2 separate regions of the Mus musculus genome follow, and region 1 is linked to region 2. The links are chromatin contacts, called in public HiChIP or PLAC-seq maps. All regions are on one chromosome and are shown on one strand. The core of a region is the stretch at or near the end of the contact, and the rest is flanking DNA. Distances in the headings are between cores, read along the strand shown.

Region 1 (3,343 bases), core at 160-2,659, 130 kb after region 2:
GACAGACACGGGCACTATTGACACCAGAGAACTGTATCAAGGGGAAGTTGAATCAGAGACATTGTCACATTCTTCACTGTGGCTGTCCAGGTCTGTGTTAGACCCACAGCGTGCACCTTTGCTGCACTGTCATGTGCTCTGGCCAGCAGCTGCTGCTGAGACATTAAGAAAAGAGACCCACTGTAAAGCCTCTTGAACTGGCTGGCTGGCGGAAATGCACACAGGCTGAAGAGAGCAGCCTCTGCCTGGAATGGCAAGAGTGTCTGGAACCGGAATGCTCAGGACATTTCTCCTGCTCTGTCTCCTCAGGCACTTAGGACATTGCAAGGACACACTTTTGAAAGAGGTGGGGGTGGGGCACGCAGTCACAGGGGATTGTGGCTGACACAGTAGCTGTGTATGCAGAATGGGCCGGTTCGAGGAAAGTAGGCATGAGAGACATGCCAGCTCCTTTTAACTTGCATGTCATTGCTCTGACCACAGACCATCATCTGTTAAGGAAGACCTTTTTCCTTTCCTTTTCTTTCCCTTTCCTTTTCCTTTTCCCCTTCCTTCCTTCCTTCCTTCCTTCCTTCCTTCCTTCCTTCCTTCCTTCCTTCCTTCTTTCCCTCCCTCCCTCCCTCCCTCCCTCCCTCCCTCCCTCCCTCCCTCCCTCCTTCTCTCCTTGCTCCCCTCCCTCCCCCTCTTTCTTTCTTTAACCTAGGAAATCTAAAATATCATTCAGAATTTTTCTATTTTTCCGAGTATAATCATTTCAGTGGAGCACTGTGGATAAATCCTATAAAATAATAATGTGCTTTATAATTCTAACCAGATAGCACTGAGCCTTATCACATGCATTCCAGCACCACACTTGCTAAGCTAGGACTAAAATACCTCACAGTTTAGCTTTTCTGTTAGAACATTCTTGGTATTCCCGGTATAACTTGAGCTGTGCACAAGTGGTTCCCACTATGCGGACTCCCCTTTGCATGCAGGACCCTGAAGCAGCTAGAATTTCCTGATCTTCCTGGAGAGCCTGGTCACCTTATTGTAGACCGTTGTTAAATGAATGATTGTTGGCCCCTCAAGTGGAGAGGAGGTGAAAATCCCGGAAATGAGAAGAAAACTGCCAAAATTCAGGCTCCATTCCACTCAGCTTCATGACCTGTGCTTTGCCCAGTTTTCAAAACTGTGTTATCTCAAAGACATGTGAGAGGGAACAGTCGGCCTATAGGGTGGTTGGGCGAAGTGATGTGGTATGTGTGTGTGTGTGTGTGTGGGGGGGGTAGACAAAGATAATGTTGTTTTCCTCTGTGGGGAGAAGGAAGTGTTTAGAGTATTAAAAACACTTAAGCATAAACTGAAGCAAGCCTCTAAGTTCCTGTTTTTGGTAAATGGGGAATCCCAGGGCAAAGATGAAGAGGGCCTACCTGTTATCTGGATGCAATCAACGACTCAAACCCAGAAACCAGTGTGGCTTTTGCATGCTAGGCTTTCCTGTATGACTAGCGATGCTTGTGTGAGAATTCTTATTTAGGGCGTGAAGAGTTAGATTTTGAGAACTGACCGTTTGTCTGTTTTCTTCCCAATGAGGTTTCATGTCTCAGAGTTAAGTTCAAGAACATAAGATGATCTCACTGTAAAGGTTGACTAGAGCCAAGCTGAGCCATTCTTCCAGGCTTTGGGGAAGAGGTGAGGGATGGGTGGGAACAGATGAGGTGAGGATAAAAACTCCTCAAAAAGAGAAGTACATAAGTCATTTTTGCTGTTGTTTTGTTAAAGTTGTACCATGCCTGTCCAAGTCTAGCTAAGGAAACTGCTCACTCAGACGGTATTTTTCTGATTCTACTTGGGAAGAGAGTTAACCAACATTAACATTTTTGGTTACATATGAGGCAACATTCTGAGTAATTTACACTAATTAGTATTATCTGTATTTGTGTGTTTGTGTGTATGCATGTGTGTGTGTGTGTGTGTGTGTGTGTGTGTGAAGGCTCTGTACATCACATTGATGGATAGCTAAGGCATCCATCACACTAAAATCAAGTGGTACTTAACAGAGCAGGCTGCATGCCAGATGCAGTCCAAGTATTTTATATGTTGCAACCCCTGTAATCGTAGCATCACTGTCTTAAATATAAATGTTATATTTAGTCAGTTGTCTCTGGTTTCTGTAATCTAGGTAGTATTGATATAATTCACAAACAATGAATATCTTTGGGCCTTTTTGCAATCTGATAACAGCTTCGAAGAGGTAAAATGAGATGATAGAGGCATTTGGGGTTCTATCACTAATACAGAACTTTGTAAAAAGTGTCATAGTGGCCAGAGGGAGATCTCAACTTCTCAACCTAGGAAGAAACAACCTGCTTCTTTAATGCTTTTCCTTGGGACCTCTGGGATACCTTTCTCCTTTAGTCATCCTTTCAGTCTATGTTCATGAAGGAATAAGCAAGACAACGAAAACAGAATAAATCCGGAGTCAATGGTAGCAGAAAAGTGTCTTGGGAGCTCTTCTTAAGGTGCAGAAATTGTGATTCTCACGTAGATAAAGGACTCTTCAGGGGTGCCCCGGAGAGGGCAATGGCGGACCCATCACCCTCAGCAGATCCAGTCAGATCTCACCACATATTTTTTAGGTGACCCTGACAACATTAAACTTACACAAGTTTTGTTTCTTTCATTGTGAAGAAAATATAGCAGTGAGCAAAGCTACTTCGTAGCATTAATGAGGACACTAAGTAGAATAATGCACTTGAAAATGTCTGGTTCCGTAGATGGCACACACAGTGAAGGCCGGTTCTCCTTTTGTTCTGTTTAGTGGCTGTGACTTTATCTGTTGTCTTAGACAAACAGTCCTGATGGTGCTGCTTCTCCTGGGACCAGGCAAACACTCCCCAAACACACAGTGCTTTCATAACAGGCCTGTTGACTCCTTTTCTCATTAGCATTCTGCAGCCAGCTCCACTCATTCTAACCACATCAGGCTTCTAAAGGCTCCTTAAGTGGAACTCTCTGTTGTAGATAGGCTTTATTTGATATCAGCTCGTACTAACACAAGTGAGCTGGTGCCTTGGCTCACCAAATATTTGCCATCATTGTTGGCCAACGATCTTGACTGATGTGCTTTGAAAACATGTGTCGTTACATTGCTAGCAGGTGGGCATTTGTGGTTTCTGGGACTGTCATACGATTCGACACCTGAATGACATCATTGTTGGACTGAAGCAACGATGGCTGAGACTGTACTTTGCTGACTGGAATGTAATCTGAAAGGCAGTATTCTTTTCTCATTTGGTATGAGTCTCTTCTGATGTTTGATGACTCTAGACGGTTGAGTTCATAGACTCGGATGCTCATC
Region 2 (3,145 bases), core at 535-3,034:
CCCACCACCCCCGACTTTGATGATCAGCTTATAATATGATCATCAGGAGCAGCCTAGTACTTCCGAGCATCAGCATTTGGGACATCTAGTAGTTGCTCGTACTGGCCTGAGTAAGCCTTTTATTTACCAACTCCATCCTCTACCCAGCATCCCAATTTCCCCTTTATGCGCATTTGGGCATTTAGAAAGCTGACCATTCAGAAAGCACACAGTTGGGCATTGTTTTCAAGCTCACTGCTGCTCCTGACAGAATTATTGAGGAAGCATTATGCAAATCTATTGTTTACAAAGGCCATAAAACCATCTGGCCCAAGAGGTTCACTTTCTGTAGCTGACTTCTGGACACCAGCATGGGTTTAACTTCCTCTGTCCTTCCTATTCTGGCTGCCAAGCCACTGTTGACAAAACACAGGTGATTTGTTTCTCATTTCTGACCAGGCTTCCAGTCCTGCCTCTGCTTATTTAACTTTGTTCTAGTTTCTGTATATCACTCTCTCCGCCTCTCTTACCTGGGGCAGTTTCCACACTTTCCCTGAGGTTTCCTTTGGAGACCTTCTGTGGATTTCCAGACAGAGTCGAACATTTATAACTACATCTCAGAGACACAAAGCACATTTGTAGAAAGTCATAAAAACGACCTTGGTAATAAACCCCAGGGTGTGGCTGTTACACACAGATGGCAGCTTCTAAGCGCTCACAATTCATGGGCTGCCCAACGGTGATCCACAGTTTCAACTGCAGACCTTGGGAAGTAAGATTTTGTTGCTACTGAGTAAGTCTAATAAATGGATTTCATTTCAACATCACTGTATAAAATTATATCTGTTTGCCTTTTCCATGAGAATATTGGACTTTTAAATGTGTATCGCTGTTCTATAGCATCACAATTCATCAAAACTGTAGCTGTTTCTGCACATGCTCAGACATTAGAATATACTTCAGAAAAGTCACAACATGGAAGTTGCTCTTTCATAGGTACCAATTTCCCAAAGAGAGGGTAGCTGTCAATTTAAAGGAGCTAAGGCTCCCGTTTAATCTTCTGTGTATGTAAACATGAGCAAGAAGCCAAAACTTATCTTGATCCAGTGATGTCCACAAGGGACACCTGTTTCAGTATTTATTTTTGTATAACATACAAGACCCGAGAGCTTTTAAGACTACAGCCGGGCGGTGGTGGCGCATTCCTTTAATCCCAGCACTTGGGAGGCAGAGGCAGGTGGATTTCTGAGTTTGAGGCCAGCCTGGTCTACAGAGTGAGTTTCAGGACAGCCAGGGCTATACAGAGAAACCCTGCCTGAAGAAAAAAAACAAAAAAACAAAAAACAAAAAACAAACAAACAAAACAAAACAAAACAAAAGACTACTGTGAGCAAGGCTAAATTCATTGTTCTGTTAGAACAGGTTAGACCTTGGCATGACTGATCTTTGTAAGTTATAGTCTAACAGACAAGAATTTTGAGGGTTCCGTTGAGATAACAAAGGATGGATCATTTCTAACAAAACAAGCAACTGTTGTTTGATTGTTATTCTTACAGCTTGCTCATATTTATCCAGTTTAGCTAAGTAAACGTAGTTATTTGAATCCCTAACACCTACTGTTCTCATAAACAGGATACCCTATGTTCTGTATTAAGCTTATCCTGCGAATTGCTCACGGAAAAAAAAAAGTGAGGATATGAGATCAATTTTAAAAATGTGAATTTTTTTTTAGTGCCAGAAGCCTAGGCACTGCCATTAGCTATAAAAAGAACTGGTGGGAGGAGGATGTGGTTCCTGCCGAAGATACACAGCACTCTCTGGCAGCCACATCCTGCCATCCTATGGCTGGTTCAACCCAAGTACCACATGATAGTTTTCTTAAATGATAAGCTATTACGTGTTGTTGTAAAGTGAGACCATTAAAAGAGAGTAGTGTCTTTGAAGGCTAATAGGTATCTACAGTTGTAGCAAAGATAGGGATTGGAGCTTTGCAAGTATCATACAGAAATGAGAGAAAGTCTTAAGGTCTCTTATGAAATATAAAAAATAAACCATCATAGAAATAAATGGGGAAATATGCAAAAGCACAAAAAAGTTCCTCACATTTAATTCCTCTGACACATTGCACATAGCATTTGCTCCACTAGACTATACTCGTATGTGTATTTATATTTATTAGTTCTGATATGGATCTTTAATGCCCCTACAAATTCATGGTCTGAGTACTTGTTCCACAAACAGTGGAAAAAAGAGCTAGTAGGGCTGTTTCTACAGCCTATAGGACCTTTGCAACCCTGGTCCTGGCTGCCACATGTCATTAGGGGTACATGGTTGGAGGTTGTTGTTTATTGTTGTTGTTGTTTGTTCTTTTAACCTACCTCCGTTTGGGTCCTGTTCTCTGATTCCTGATCTTTTGGCATGCAAGCAACCAACACCTCATGGTCACTCTGCCACAGACTGAGCTGCTCCACTGTGCCCCCCCAATTATGATGGACTACCTCTGATACCATGTGCCGAAATCAACCTCTCTTCCTTTGAGTTGCTTCTGACTGATACTTTGTCCTAATGATCATAACACTTTAGAAATTATGTTGATTTTACAAATAAATTGATGTGTTTTTACAAAATTGAAGTCATGTGATACACAATCCAGCTAGGATGTTGCTAGAGAGAAATGGCATTAGTCTCCTTTGGTCACTTAGTATTAAATTATAATGATTTTGCTATGTTACATATTCTTTGAAAACATTGTATGTCTCTAATATCACAAGACGTCAATCCTCCTCAAACATTAACAGAAATCAAAATGGCCTTGGCACCTTTTCCAGTTTCTAAATTAATGCATATCAGGTAGAGCCACAAGTGTGATTTCCTATATTTCATTGGATAGTTGAACACAAAGGTCTTTATTACTTTATACAAACCTGATCTTTCAATTGTGGGTTTATATTACTTTAAATATGACCAATCATTTAAATGCTTTCTAACAATTTATATTACAGGTGAATATTACTTTTCTTTGTCTAAATTCTTTGTGTTACATAATACATTCTAGATTTTCTAAGTTTACGTTCAAGTGGCATGTTCTTTTAGTTTCCTTTATCCCAAGAAAAGGAAACATTTCATCACATTTTCAATGTTGACCTCCCAAAACTAGAAACAATTC

The links. HiChIP or PLAC-seq counts read pairs in DNA pulled down with a chosen protein or histone mark.
Region 1: a BATF HiChIP or PLAC-seq map of CD8 T cells shows a contact between it and region 2, with 13 read pairs. The contact joins two enhancer-like sites. A contact is called at or near these places in 1 of 15 datasets of contacts at CTCF or cohesin (CD8 T cells) and 2 of 115 datasets of contacts at active chromatin or transcription factors (CD8 T cells and effector CD8 T cells).

Annotation. Positions count from the first base shown.
Region 1 is chr3:136,741,547-136,744,889 of GRCm38.p6, forward strand. The region is part of intron 1 of Ppp3ca (protein phosphatase 3, catalytic subunit, alpha isoform); the gene reads left to right. Among named protein-coding and RNA genes, the nearest start is that of Ppp3ca, 73 kb to the left of the region's middle. Within about 2 kb of position 1,410, at least 64 of the 459 cell types and tissues checked have an H3K27ac peak or open chromatin away from gene starts, as enhancers often do. A contact at or near this core is called in CD8 T cells and effector CD8 T cells, where this site is marked.
Region 2 is chr3:136,610,092-136,613,236 of GRCm38.p6, forward strand. No RefSeq gene overlaps it. Among named protein-coding and RNA genes, the nearest start is that of Ppp3ca, 58 kb to the right of the region's middle. Within about 2 kb of position 1,785, at least 82 of the 459 cell types and tissues checked have an H3K27ac peak or open chromatin away from gene starts, as enhancers often do. A contact at or near this core is called in CD8 T cells and effector CD8 T cells, where this site is marked.